Regions from separate parts of the Mus musculus genome. Here regions 1, 2 and 3 are each linked to region 4. A link is a contact called in public Hi-C data. All regions are on one chromosome and are shown on one strand. Each heading gives the region's core, a stretch centred on a gene start, on an enhancer-like site or on the middle of the called end of the contact. The rest is flanking DNA. Distances are from core to core; before and after follow the strand shown.

Region 1 (2,700 bases), core at 65-2,564, 170 kb after region 4:
CAGGCTGGGCTTGTTTCTATTAATAAGATTATTATTGAATTTTTCCATTTTATTTCAAAGTTACCTTTTATTTCTAGAATCTCCCAATACAAAAATAAGATTTATACACGCTCAATTTAATGATTTTTTTTAACTGAGAAATTTAATAACCAAATAAAAACGGTCATTAGCAATGCAAATTTACTTTAACTTAAAGGAGCCAAGTTTGAGTTTCAAGAATTATAATAGCATCCTAAAGTACCATTATTCTTAAGAGATCTAGAAGATAATCCTCTGAAACTTTCTAGATTAGAGAAAGTCACCTGAACTTTGTAATGAAATGCCTCAGTTTTAACCCTCCCTGTCAGCTACCAACACATATGCTGTGATATCTTATGCTGGCCAATATTTTTTTAGAAATTTTAAATTTTTAAATTTATTTCACTTTATGTAATGTGGGTATTTTTGTCTACATGTATGTCTTTGCATTGTGTGCGTGGCTGGTACACATGGAGGCCAGAAGGAGATGGGGCAATGGGACCCTGAGAGTGGAGTCATAGATGTTTGTGAGCTACCATGGGGGTCCTTGGATTCAAAGCTGATTCCTCTAAACAGCAGCCATTGCTCTTAGCTATTAAGGTACCACTCCAGCCCTTTTTAGAGATGTTGCCAGTAAAAAGTACATTCAAATTATATTATATTTTAAAATGTTTTCAAAACACTTTTTGAATCATGATTCCATTTGAACTGCAAACTTATGATTTGACCTAAGGAAAAAAAGAGAAAGAGATACTAGCACTTCTGTTATACAGCTGCTGAGAAACCTACCCCCAGGCACAGGAAGGGGTGGAGTGCTGTGGAACTACTTACCAGACCATGGAGGTGGGAGGGGCTCATGAGGGAGGCCCTATCAGAACCCGGGGATCTATAGGCAGTCATGGCTGTTAGGGCAGGCAGAGAGATTTTCTTCAGTGGTGTAGCCACTGGCGGTTTAGAATCATCTCAAACGCAATCATACCCACTGAAAATTACAAGGACACATCTCTCAGTCCAGAGGGACTGGCTAAGCTTTCTAGCTGTTGGGGGAGGGGGTGCGTTAAAAGACTAGCTATTGTGATTACACTTCTGTCCACTCTATGCCCAGCCCAGATCTCTGGAATAATTGGGAGACATACAGAGTGCCATCATCTCTTTCCTCCTCATCACAGTTCTGTACCCACAGACAAAGAACCAAGGCGATATGAGTCACAGGAGCGTCACAAGCTTATAGTGAGTGATAACTGGGTGTGCTGAGTCATAGAACTTCCCCAGCTTATAGTGAGTGATAACTGGGTGTGCTGAGTCACAGGACTTCACCAGCTTATAGTGAGTGATAACTGGATGTGCTGAGTCACAGGACTTCACAAGCTTACAGTGAATGATAACTGGATATGCTGAGCATAATGCATATGCTTTGATGCCTAGCTGTGTATATAAACCCATTCAAAAGGCTTCTTTTAAAAAGTGTATAATGAGAAAAACCAATGGTTTGATTCCTTTCCTGGAGATATTTAGGTAGCAAGGAAAGAATCATTCTAGAAACAATAAGCATACCTCCAAAGTGCCCACTCCTAAGTATAATCCTGGGAGCAAAGGGCTAAGAGTGGAAGACAGCTGAATAGCAATAATGCTACAAAGAGGATTAGTCATGTGGTGTACCTTTCATTCTCTTGGTTTTACTGATGCAACAATCAAAGTTCTCAAAGAAATACTTTATAAATATATTTAATGTTTTTCAAAAGATATATGCAGTGTACACTCCCCATAGGTAAAAAGGACAACCTGCCCACTAATGACACCACCTTGAGGAATCTTGCAGGTACAATAGTAAAGGAAAACAGAAACAAGGTACTTTGGTGGAAGGAAGGATTCAAAATACATGTGTTTTTGAAGCAACAGGCAGACTTGATTGGAAGGGAAGCCCCATGAACAATGTGTATCTGTGGGGTCACTGGAATGTTTTGAACAAAACAGGAACAGAAGGTTGCCAAGGAGAGGGGAGATGTGCTTAGTGACAGGGTGACAGCCATAAGGATCTGCTCATTTGTCACGACCTGGCTGTGAAGATTGTCTCTGTCAGCACATGGAGCAAGAGATACATGTACACAGCACATGTACAGGAGTACAGTGTGCTTTGTTATTTGTTTCAAATACAGTTGGCTTGCAGTAAGAAAGAGGAGGAAGGGAGATGTCAACCCTGCTTGCAAGTATGAACACTCTTGATATTGGTTCCCTTCTTGCAGCGACGAACACTCTTAGTTCCGAAACTCCATCTACTCTTTTGTCTTAAGCAATGCCAACACTTTCAGCCAAGTTCTGGTTCTTCTTTCTATCCTGAAGCTGTTTCTTTAAGGGAAAGGGAGCCTGAGAGCAGAAAGAAGGCAGCCTACCCGAAGCCCTACACAGGAGCCTCTGAAGAAAAGATGCTCATTCCTGATTGAGCACACAGGAGCCAAATTGCCAGGAAAGGCCTCTCCAATCAATAACACATGGCATTTGTCTTTGATAAGTGGCTCTGTCTGCTTTTGTGCCTCTGTATTAGTCAACTGCTGGTCAAAAGCAAAACTGCTTCATGTTCGGGGAGTGGGAGGCCTTGGAGAGAGAGAACAAAATAACATGTAATTACATTGCCCACTAGACATGTTATTTTGCTCTGAAGGGGACAAACAAGAGGAGGGAGAA
Region 2 (2,700 bases), core at 194-2,693, 150 kb after region 4:
AGGGATGAAGAAAAGGCCTTCCCATGACTTCTTCTGCACAGGCTTTTTTCTTCTATAAACTTTTATTCAGCCATTCAGGCCCCTTCAAATCTGAGTCCTTACTCCACCAAACTTCTAGAGAGCCTCGCTGAATCTCAGGATTGTGTCCTAATGTCTTAGTTCTTTTAGATTTGTCAATACAAGCAATCTGATTTCCTCCTTCACTGTCCCACTCAGACTGCCCAGATCAATGGTATGCCATCTTTTGTACCCTTCATTGAGTAATTTGCTCACTGTCTTAGCTTCCTTTCCTGTTGCCATGACAAAGCATCTTAAGGAAGAAAGGAGTTGTTCTGGCTCATAGGTTCAAAGGCACACTTATCGTAGCAGGGAAATCAAGGCAGCAGGGACTTAGGCAGCAGGTTACCTCACAGCCATTATCAAGAAGCACACAACAGATATAGTATGTGTTATACTCACTCTCATATTTGTATATAGTATGGGATCCCCATCCAGGAATGCTGTAAGTCAGAGAGGGCAGGTCTTTCTACTTCAATTAACTTCATAGAGATAACCTGTCTGAGCCAGCTCTAGTAGACTCTTTTCCCTGGTGTTTCTACACTCCATAAAGTTGACAATTGAGATTAATCATCACACTCCCTCAAAGAGAGCTGACACCAAGTACACTGTCCTTTGTCTACAGGGGTTGTACCATCTTTGGCTCATCCACTTTGAAAATGTTCCTAAGTCCTTAGAGTCTCATTCTCTGCCTGATCTACATGTCTTCCTTTTGACCCTCAACATGACTCTTAGGCCACGTGGTATGCTGGCTTCTGCATCATTCACTTGCATCAAGTCCATTTTAGGCCACGAGAGAGAGAGAGATGCACAGCCTGCTTTCATCAGTGACAAAAGCCACCTGCGTAGCTGAAGAACCCAGAGATTCAAAGGAGCCAACCCTGAATTCGTGGGCTCATCTTCTACATTAAACATATTAAGATGAATTTCCCATCTACCTAGAAATATTTTAAATATTTGGGAAATGGATCTTACCTCACTAAACTTCCTGTTACACAGTAACCACAGAGTATGTTTTGACATATTTTCAAAGAAAAGATCAGATACCTTTAATTCAGTGTCCTTTCTTAAGTTGTGTAAACAAAAGGTTACTTTCACTGTATTTTGATTTCAAGTAAAGAACATATATATCTATTTTTCATTTATTTCTTTGCTATTATGGTGAGGAATGAGTTACCACAAGACAGGTTCCATCATAGCAGGAGGGCACGGAAGATGAGAAGTTGCATAATGACACTAAAAGCCAGAAAAAATTAGGAGCCCGACTTACTGTTACATCCATTGTATCATGAGACCTGCTCACAACCATACTCACAACCATACAGCCTTCCAAGTACTTGAGTGCCCTAAATTCCTTCCAGCAGACCACACCCCTTAAAGGATGTGTGGATCACCCCCAGCAGCTCGGCTGGAAGATTTCTAACACAGAGACCTTTGAGTCATGTGGCAGCCATAGCAACTGGGTGGAGAAACCAGTCTGCCACTGTCACCGATTTTCCAGCTCCACAGGATCCTCAGATCTCTGCCCTACACTTACAGTCTTAGATCTTGTTTCCAAAAAAACAGCTTAACTCACCCTCCCTCCTGAATTAGTCAACACTGCTGGCCTCATCAGCCCTCATTACACCTCTCGGTTTCTTCTTTTTTCCAGCAGTGCTTGAGCACAAGGTTGTCAAAGTGATAATGTTTCTTACTCTCAGCAGCTAAAAGAAAAACTTGAGGACCATGTAAACATGAGGGGACAATAACATTTCCTCTCTGAAAGTTAGGTGTAATGTCAGCACTCCCTCCTGTTAGAAAGGCTCTGCCTTAGGGGAAGTTTCTCATATCTACTAAGTAATGACTATGTCTGGATTTTAGGGGGGCATCCATCAGAAAAAGCAGAATACCAAATGCAGAAAGCAAGGCTCAACAGCTTCAATGAAGAAGCGGCAGAGGACTAACCAACAGAGTCAAAAATCAACAACAAAACAAAAGAGATTATAGTTTCCTTTCTGCTTAATTCATTACACACTTAATTTTGAGATGGACACTTGCCAGCGACATAATTGGTATTTCGGTGGCTTCATTTAATGACCAGAAAAGACCTGAGTTCAAAACCTAAGTTGTCCTCTACTTGAACTCAGAACTTTAATTACGGTATTACTTAATTCCCTTTCTTTCTCCCTAAGATGTGTGTGTTTGCTCTATAGGTGACACAGAGTGCGTCAGACAATGATGTATTTCCTGTTTGTACCTTGGTTCATGGTACTTTGGTCTCCGGCTTCTATTCTTTCATGCGAACAGTGGTTCTTAACCTTCTACATGCTGCAACCATTTAATACAGTTCTCATGTTATGGGGACCACCCCAACCATAAAGTTATTTTTATTGCTACTTCATAACTGCAACTCTGCTACTGTTATGAATTATAATGTAAATATCTGTGTTTTCTGATGGTCTTAGGCAACCCCTGTAGAAGGCTCATTGGACCCCCAAAGGAATCATGGCCCACAGTTTGAAAACTTCTGATTTAAAAGAAAACAATTTCCTGTGCAATGCATATTCATCTGTACTATAAGTAATAAATGTCTTCAACATGCCTTTGACCTTTTCTGAGTTGATTCTCTAAAAATGTGTGGCATTCTTGGCCATCCTGTGTGTT
Region 3 (2,700 bases), core at 18-2,517, 160 kb before region 4:
GTCCTTAGCTTAATCTTGTATGTAGACATTAGCAATCTAACAGTAAAGGGGCTGGGGGGGGGGAGGATGCTTGAGGAACAGTAGGCTAGTGATTTCTACTTAATCTCAAGCTTTGACTCTCACACTGGTATGGCAGGAACAAGAGAATGTTTTCTTATTGCTTTGATAGAAGACATGGCAGGAACATCTTAAGGAAGGAACAATCTGCGTCAGGTCATGATATGATGGTCCAGTCTCCCGAGCAGCAGGAGAGTATGGCACTTGGTCACAGTGGGTCTGCAGTCAGGAAGCAGAGAGAGGTAGAGTATCTGTGACTAGCTGGATTCCTCCTGTTTAATCAGTCTAGGGCCCCAACACATAAATGGTGCTGCCCACATTCCTCAGTCCAACCTCTATGAAAATTCCCGGAAGTTTGTCAACAAGACAAGTTCTACTTTCAGTAAGTAGACAACCATGATGCATCATGATGGCTGGGGAGGATCTGAGGTTAGGACCCCAGAGTCTATATTAAGCCAAACATGTGTCTATAACCCCAGTATTTCTATGGTAAGGATAGAGGCAGAGATAAGTGAATCTCCAGATGCCCACAGGCCAGCTAGCCTGACTTATATAGCAGAGAGGAGAGCCTGTTTCCAAGTAGAAGGGAAGGGTTGGCACCTTGTCCTCTGACCTCACATGTACACATACACACACACACACACACACACACACACACACACACACACTTTTTTAAAAAATCTAACCATCACAGTATTAGCTGAGGTATGGGCTAGACCTCTCTTTAGACAATGCTGAGTTCTTTACATCATCTGCTGGCAAGGTTCTTCACCATTTCTAGGTATTTTGCTTCTGGTATTATTTTTCTGGTAAACTCACTAAAAATCAAAGAACAAGATTATCACTTTGCCTTGCATCTCTCACTTGTCACATTAATTTACAACATACAATAAAAAACTGTGACCTAGGAAGAGAATAGGTGCTGTCTGTGAGCTCCTGAAATCATACAAGCTATTATGCAGGTGTGTCTGTATATGGCTGTTGGTAGGGAATCAGACCTCATCTATCAGATTTTGGAGCTATCTCTGTCCCATAAAGGGTTAACATTTCCAGGTCAGATAAAAATGGCTTCTTTCCCCTCACATTAGCACTGCTGATCTGTTCCTTTGTGAGCTAGGAGTCCTGTTTGCCAAGGGAGTGAGTGGGCACAGTGCAGACTGGGCCCTGGACAGGCAAGAGCAGTTTCGCTATCTTAGTTTGTAAGAGCTCTTTGGTTAACTCTAGAAACATCAAAGCAAGACTGTCTTGTGTCTTTCCGTGCTCTGCAGGCCAAGAGTGTCTGGTGCTAAAATAAACAACTGGCGGTTTCATTAGACTCCACAGAAGGAAGGAAAAGGTTGTGTTTCATACCTTTTATATTATGTAAAAACATTACTATGCAGACTTCACTTCTTCAATCTGTTTATTTAAACTTAAAAAATAGTATTAAATGCTATAAATAGAATAAACCATGTCTAGTTATGAGCAGTTATAATAAGTATGCAGCTGGTAATATAGCCTTAGAAATAATAAACCACTTATCCCTGATGGTCACCCTTAGATTTTATTAAGCTACAGTTGGCTGAAGGAGGTGTGGGTGGGTGAGGGCAGGCTCTACTTGTTTAAACTGTCGAGAAAACCGTCCGCTCTTATTTTGGGTCCACTCTAGCTCTTACATAATCATGGAACAGCTGAAGTGTGCCAGCCAAGACTCAAGTTTGTTTGACTTTGCAGAGAAACGCAAAGTCTGTTCATCAAAGACATCTGTTTATTTTCAGTTCGTTTTGTTTCAGCTCTAAAGATGCCTTGGTTCGTATCACATAAAGATGTGAGAATCTGATGTTGCTACCCTGTCTCGACTGGAGGTATGTGCTGAGTACTGGCTAGTACATAACTTAGTTACCCCGACTCCTTCAGAGGCACGTGCCGAGTAATGGTTAGTACATAACTCAGTTACCCTGACTCCACTGGAGGTATGTGCTGAGTACTGGCTAGTACATAACTTAGTTACCGTGACTCCTCCACAGGTGCATTCAACAGTAGATTTTGTGGGGGATGAAAATACAAGCAGCTACTCTTAAATACACTCAATATAATAGGGGAAAATTTGTAGCCCCAATGCTTGTAGCATATTAGCAAATTGATTAGATTGTCTTTGTTATAAGTCCTTTAAAATCCCAATGACATTTTTGTATGCATCTCATAATATTTGGGGATGTGGGATTTACTTCTAGGAGGTAAGTTACTGGGAGAGTGTCTGGGGAGGATCTATCTTGTACCCAGTCCCTTTCATTTTTCTGTCTCTGCTTCCTGCCAACTTCACTGTGAACTGCTTTGCTGCACCGTGTGCTCCCAGGGAACTCACCCTACCAGAGGCCTAGAAGTAACAATGCCACAGATTTCTATGGATGGAAACCTTGGAAAGTCCAAGACAAAGTAAATAATTTGGCCTTTGTTTCTGTTGGGCGTTTTGCCACAGAAATGTAAAAGTAACCGACTCTTTTCTATAATTAATATGAACTACATTGTTTATATTATAGATACCAGAGAAAATCCAAAATAATGAAAGAAAATAAACATAATGAAAGATTGTTTCAAAGCAGAAAAAAATGTCCTTAAAATGTTTGTGAGCTCTCAAGTTAGTGATGTTTCAAAATTTACCTC
Region 4 (2,700 bases), core at 131-2,630:
AATGTATTGAATTATTGCAAACGTTATGCTTAAATGTCTTCAAAATTCCTCCCAAGAGTGTAAGCCTATGAGTTGTTAGCAATTCAAATACTGATTTTGAAGGGCCGTGCTTTACACGAATATTCAAAAGTTTCAAAATCTGGAGTTTAGCTTCCAAGTGCATTCAAATCACAAAAAGGGCCAGAGAGGGACAAATACTTTAAGGGACCAAAGGCTTATTGTATCGAATACTGAAGATGAGCCTGCTTAGTAAAGTCTTTGATAAATTTGCTTTGGAACAAAAAGGTGTCCTTCTTGAAAACATAGTTATCAGCTCGTTGTTCATCTGCTGAGTTTTCCGTTGTAAACCTTTCCTCATTTATCAACCTAGCCGTAGAAAAAGTGATCTGTGTAATAAATACCACTAAGTATACCTTTCGTACCTATACATCTATGTATGGATATAACCCTGTTCAATACCACTCAATATTCTGGGGCTAGTGCAGCAATTAAGAAAAGATATGAAATAATTCCCCCGTCTGAGAATATTACCTAGTGTTCTACTTATCTATAAAAATCAGAACAAAAGTAGTTAATTTGCAATGATCCTTTAATGATCCTAATGGCTCCGATCATTTGGAGGGTAAAGATTACAATTTTACGACGGAACCCAGCGGCTTCTAAAGTCCCAGAAACAGTGTTATTGTTTTCCCCAAGCCACAGTGCTTTTTTTCTTTGAAAACAAACCAAAACCCTAATAAAGGCTCTCCAGTTATCTCGGGCTTTGCCCACCAGACAGTAAGTAGTACTTGGTCATTACAGTTTTTCAAACACCAGCTTGTACTTACAGCGCTCACATCTGCTGCCTCCACCGGTTTAGTGTGCTCCTTGGAGTTTTCTGTGTTAGCAGACCTCCATTCCTGACATAGTTTGGCTGCTGTGCAGGAACACGGGGACCCGGGAGCTCTCAGAGGCGCTGTGACGCGGCTGGCAGCGGAGCGCAGAGGCCGGGGATTGCCCGGCTCCCGGGGACTGCGCCCGGGCGCTGCTGCAGGCTCGGGCTGTGGAGCGACTGAGCGCGATCGCCTTCCCCAGGAAGGACCCCGCCACCGCGCACCGCCACAGGAAGGCTTCCAGTCGGAAGTGGCCCTGCACACTCGCTACCTCGCCGCAAGCTCGGAGCCATCAGCTCGCCGCGGTCTGTTTGGGAACGGCTTTGCGCCCCAGCGAACGGCAGCGGCAGATAGCATCTGAGACGCCTAGACAAAGAAACAGCAAAATCTCATCCCCCGATTTGTTTGCGCAGCCTTGTAGGTCTGCCCACGAAGCCTCGGGGCTTTTTGTTTTGTTTTGTTTTTGCAACGCAAACCACAGCTAGTCTCTTGTCCTAACCTTATTGGTTTAAATGCAACAATTGAGAGGAGCAGAGCTTGGTCTGACTCAACCTCGCTGCTTTAAAAAAAAATTTATTATGTAAATGACGCGCCCCATGATATCTGAATAAACAGCTGTGGGGGAAGAACTTGTGGGAACCTCTGTCAACACACACACATCCTCCCGCGCCAGTAGCTCCCAATTAAGATCTTTGGGGAGTAGTTGCATGTTATCTTTTACACTTTTTCAATACTTTTTTTAAAATTTTTTTTGAGGACCTGAAACTTAGGAGAACGGATACTTTTAACACTTTTTCCTAAAGTACCTACCTACTTACAGGTCTGGAGAAGATTTAAAAAAAAAAAGCTGTTTCTATGAAGTAGAGGGAGAATGGGCAAACGTGTTAGCTATTAGCAGCTTAACAATGAAAGCCTGGCGGAGGATTCTGCAAGGGTTGCTAGGAGGCCAAAGGCTTCAGTTCTTTGGCTAGGACCCAGATAATATTTCACCATTAACATTTTTAAATGGGTCTTGAGAAGAGATTCGTTTAGTCTGGAACTTGCTTTGCAACTTATCCTTTTAAAAACTCACAACCTTAATTCAGAATCTATGAGTTAGGCGTTCGTTCGGTGACACCTAGGAGCTGAGCTTCAGTTAACAAACTATGTTTTATCCAAGTCAAGGGTTTAGCCATTATGATAATTTGTAATCTTGAAAGAAGGCGTCTCCTTATATGGGTTAATATTTTGTCGGTCCTATATCACAGTTTAAATGCAAATGCAAACTAACACTCACTCTGAAATTAAGTCTGGATATGCATTTTAAGAAGGTATTTTTATCATCACCAATATTTCTATTCTATGTGCTCTTTTTATTAAAAAAAAAGTCTCCTTATTTTAATTTCTCACCTTGGTATGAACATGTTTTTACATCACAGTAACTTCACATCAACTAATAGAGGAGATAGATGGGTCCTACCTTAACTCTGCCAATTAGGAAACGAAAGCACCTTCAGATGATGCAAACAAAACCCAACTAAATGGTTCTAAGGACCAAAATTCCAAACAGGAGTTCTCCCTTCCCCTCCTAGAAAGGATGCCAGTCTAAATTCCTTGCAAAGGAGCACTTTGTCAAACCTAAGAGGCAGCTGGGACTTCAAACTCACCTAGGATTTCATCTTGTTCAGCACCAGCAAGGAACCATGAGCTAGGTATCTACCATATTTGGGAAGCCAGGTCAAAAAAACAGTTGATTGCTATTGGATCATATATGCAGCTGACATAGTTACGTTACCTCCTACAGCACTCTCTCAGACCAGAAGGATCAGTTATTCAACATACCAAAGTG

Evidence for each region. A called contact is a pair of places that touch in the nucleus more often than the background predicts.
Region 1: a Hi-C map of the G1E-ER4 cell line shows a contact between it and region 4, with 3 times the contacts expected there. The contact joins the enhancer-like site here to the promoter of Eya1 in region 4. A contact is called at or near these places in 5 of 39 promoter capture datasets (the 3T3-L1 cell line, cranial neural crest, frontonasal cranial neural crest and 1 more), 8 of 484 Hi-C or Micro-C datasets (the 3T3-L1 cell line, 3T3-L1-derived adipocytes, the G1E-ER4 cell line and 3 more) and 2 of 115 datasets of contacts at active chromatin or transcription factors (the NIH/3T3 cell line and craniofacial prominence).
Region 2: a contact with region 4 is called in a Hi-C map of nephron progenitors, with 4 times the contacts expected there. The contact joins the enhancer-like site here to the promoter of Eya1 in region 4. A contact is called at or near these places in 5 of 39 promoter capture datasets (the 3T3-L1 cell line, 3T3-L1-derived adipocytes, the C10 cell line and 2 more), 4 of 484 Hi-C or Micro-C datasets (embryonic fibroblasts and nephron progenitors) and 2 of 115 datasets of contacts at active chromatin or transcription factors (craniofacial prominence and heart atrium).
Region 3: a contact with region 4 is called in a Hi-C map of pre-B cells, with 7 times the contacts expected there. The contact joins the enhancer-like site here to the promoter of Eya1 in region 4. A contact is called at or near these places in 2 of 39 promoter capture datasets (the C10 cell line and pre-B cells), 6 of 484 Hi-C or Micro-C datasets (B cells, the C10 cell line, neutrophils and 3 more), 5 of 115 datasets of contacts at active chromatin or transcription factors (embryonic limb bud, embryonic stem cells and stem cell-derived neural progenitor cells) and 4 of 9 other capture datasets (adipose tissue, embryonic stem cells, liver and 1 more).

What each region holds. Positions count from the first base shown.
Region 1 is chr1:14,483,442-14,486,141 of GRCm38.p6, forward strand. No RefSeq gene overlaps it. Among named protein-coding and RNA genes, the nearest start is that of Eya1, 170 kb to the left of the region's middle. Within about 2 kb of position 1,315, at least 61 of the 459 cell types and tissues checked have an H3K27ac peak or open chromatin away from gene starts, as enhancers often do. A contact at or near this core is called in the G1E-ER4 cell line, the NIH/3T3 cell line and pre-megakaryocyte-erythroid progenitors, where this site is marked.
Region 2 is chr1:14,461,163-14,463,862 of GRCm38.p6, forward strand. No RefSeq gene overlaps it. Among named protein-coding and RNA genes, the nearest start is that of Eya1, 150 kb to the left of the region's middle. Within about 2 kb of position 1,444, at least 23 of the 459 cell types and tissues checked have an H3K27ac peak or open chromatin away from gene starts, as enhancers often do. A contact at or near this core is called in embryonic fibroblasts and nephron progenitors, where this site is marked.
Region 3 is chr1:14,149,599-14,152,298 of GRCm38.p6, forward strand. No RefSeq gene overlaps it. Among named protein-coding and RNA genes, the nearest start is that of Gm39596, 110 kb to the left of the region's middle. Within about 2 kb of position 1,268, at least 23 of the 459 cell types and tissues checked have an H3K27ac peak or open chromatin away from gene starts, as enhancers often do. A contact at or near this core is called in B cells and pre-B cells, where this site is marked.
Region 4 is chr1:14,308,819-14,311,518 of GRCm38.p6, forward strand. Eya1 (EYA transcriptional coactivator and phosphatase 1) reads right to left here and starts at 1,381. Exons shown (of 18, transcript NM_001310459.1): 1 at 828-1,381.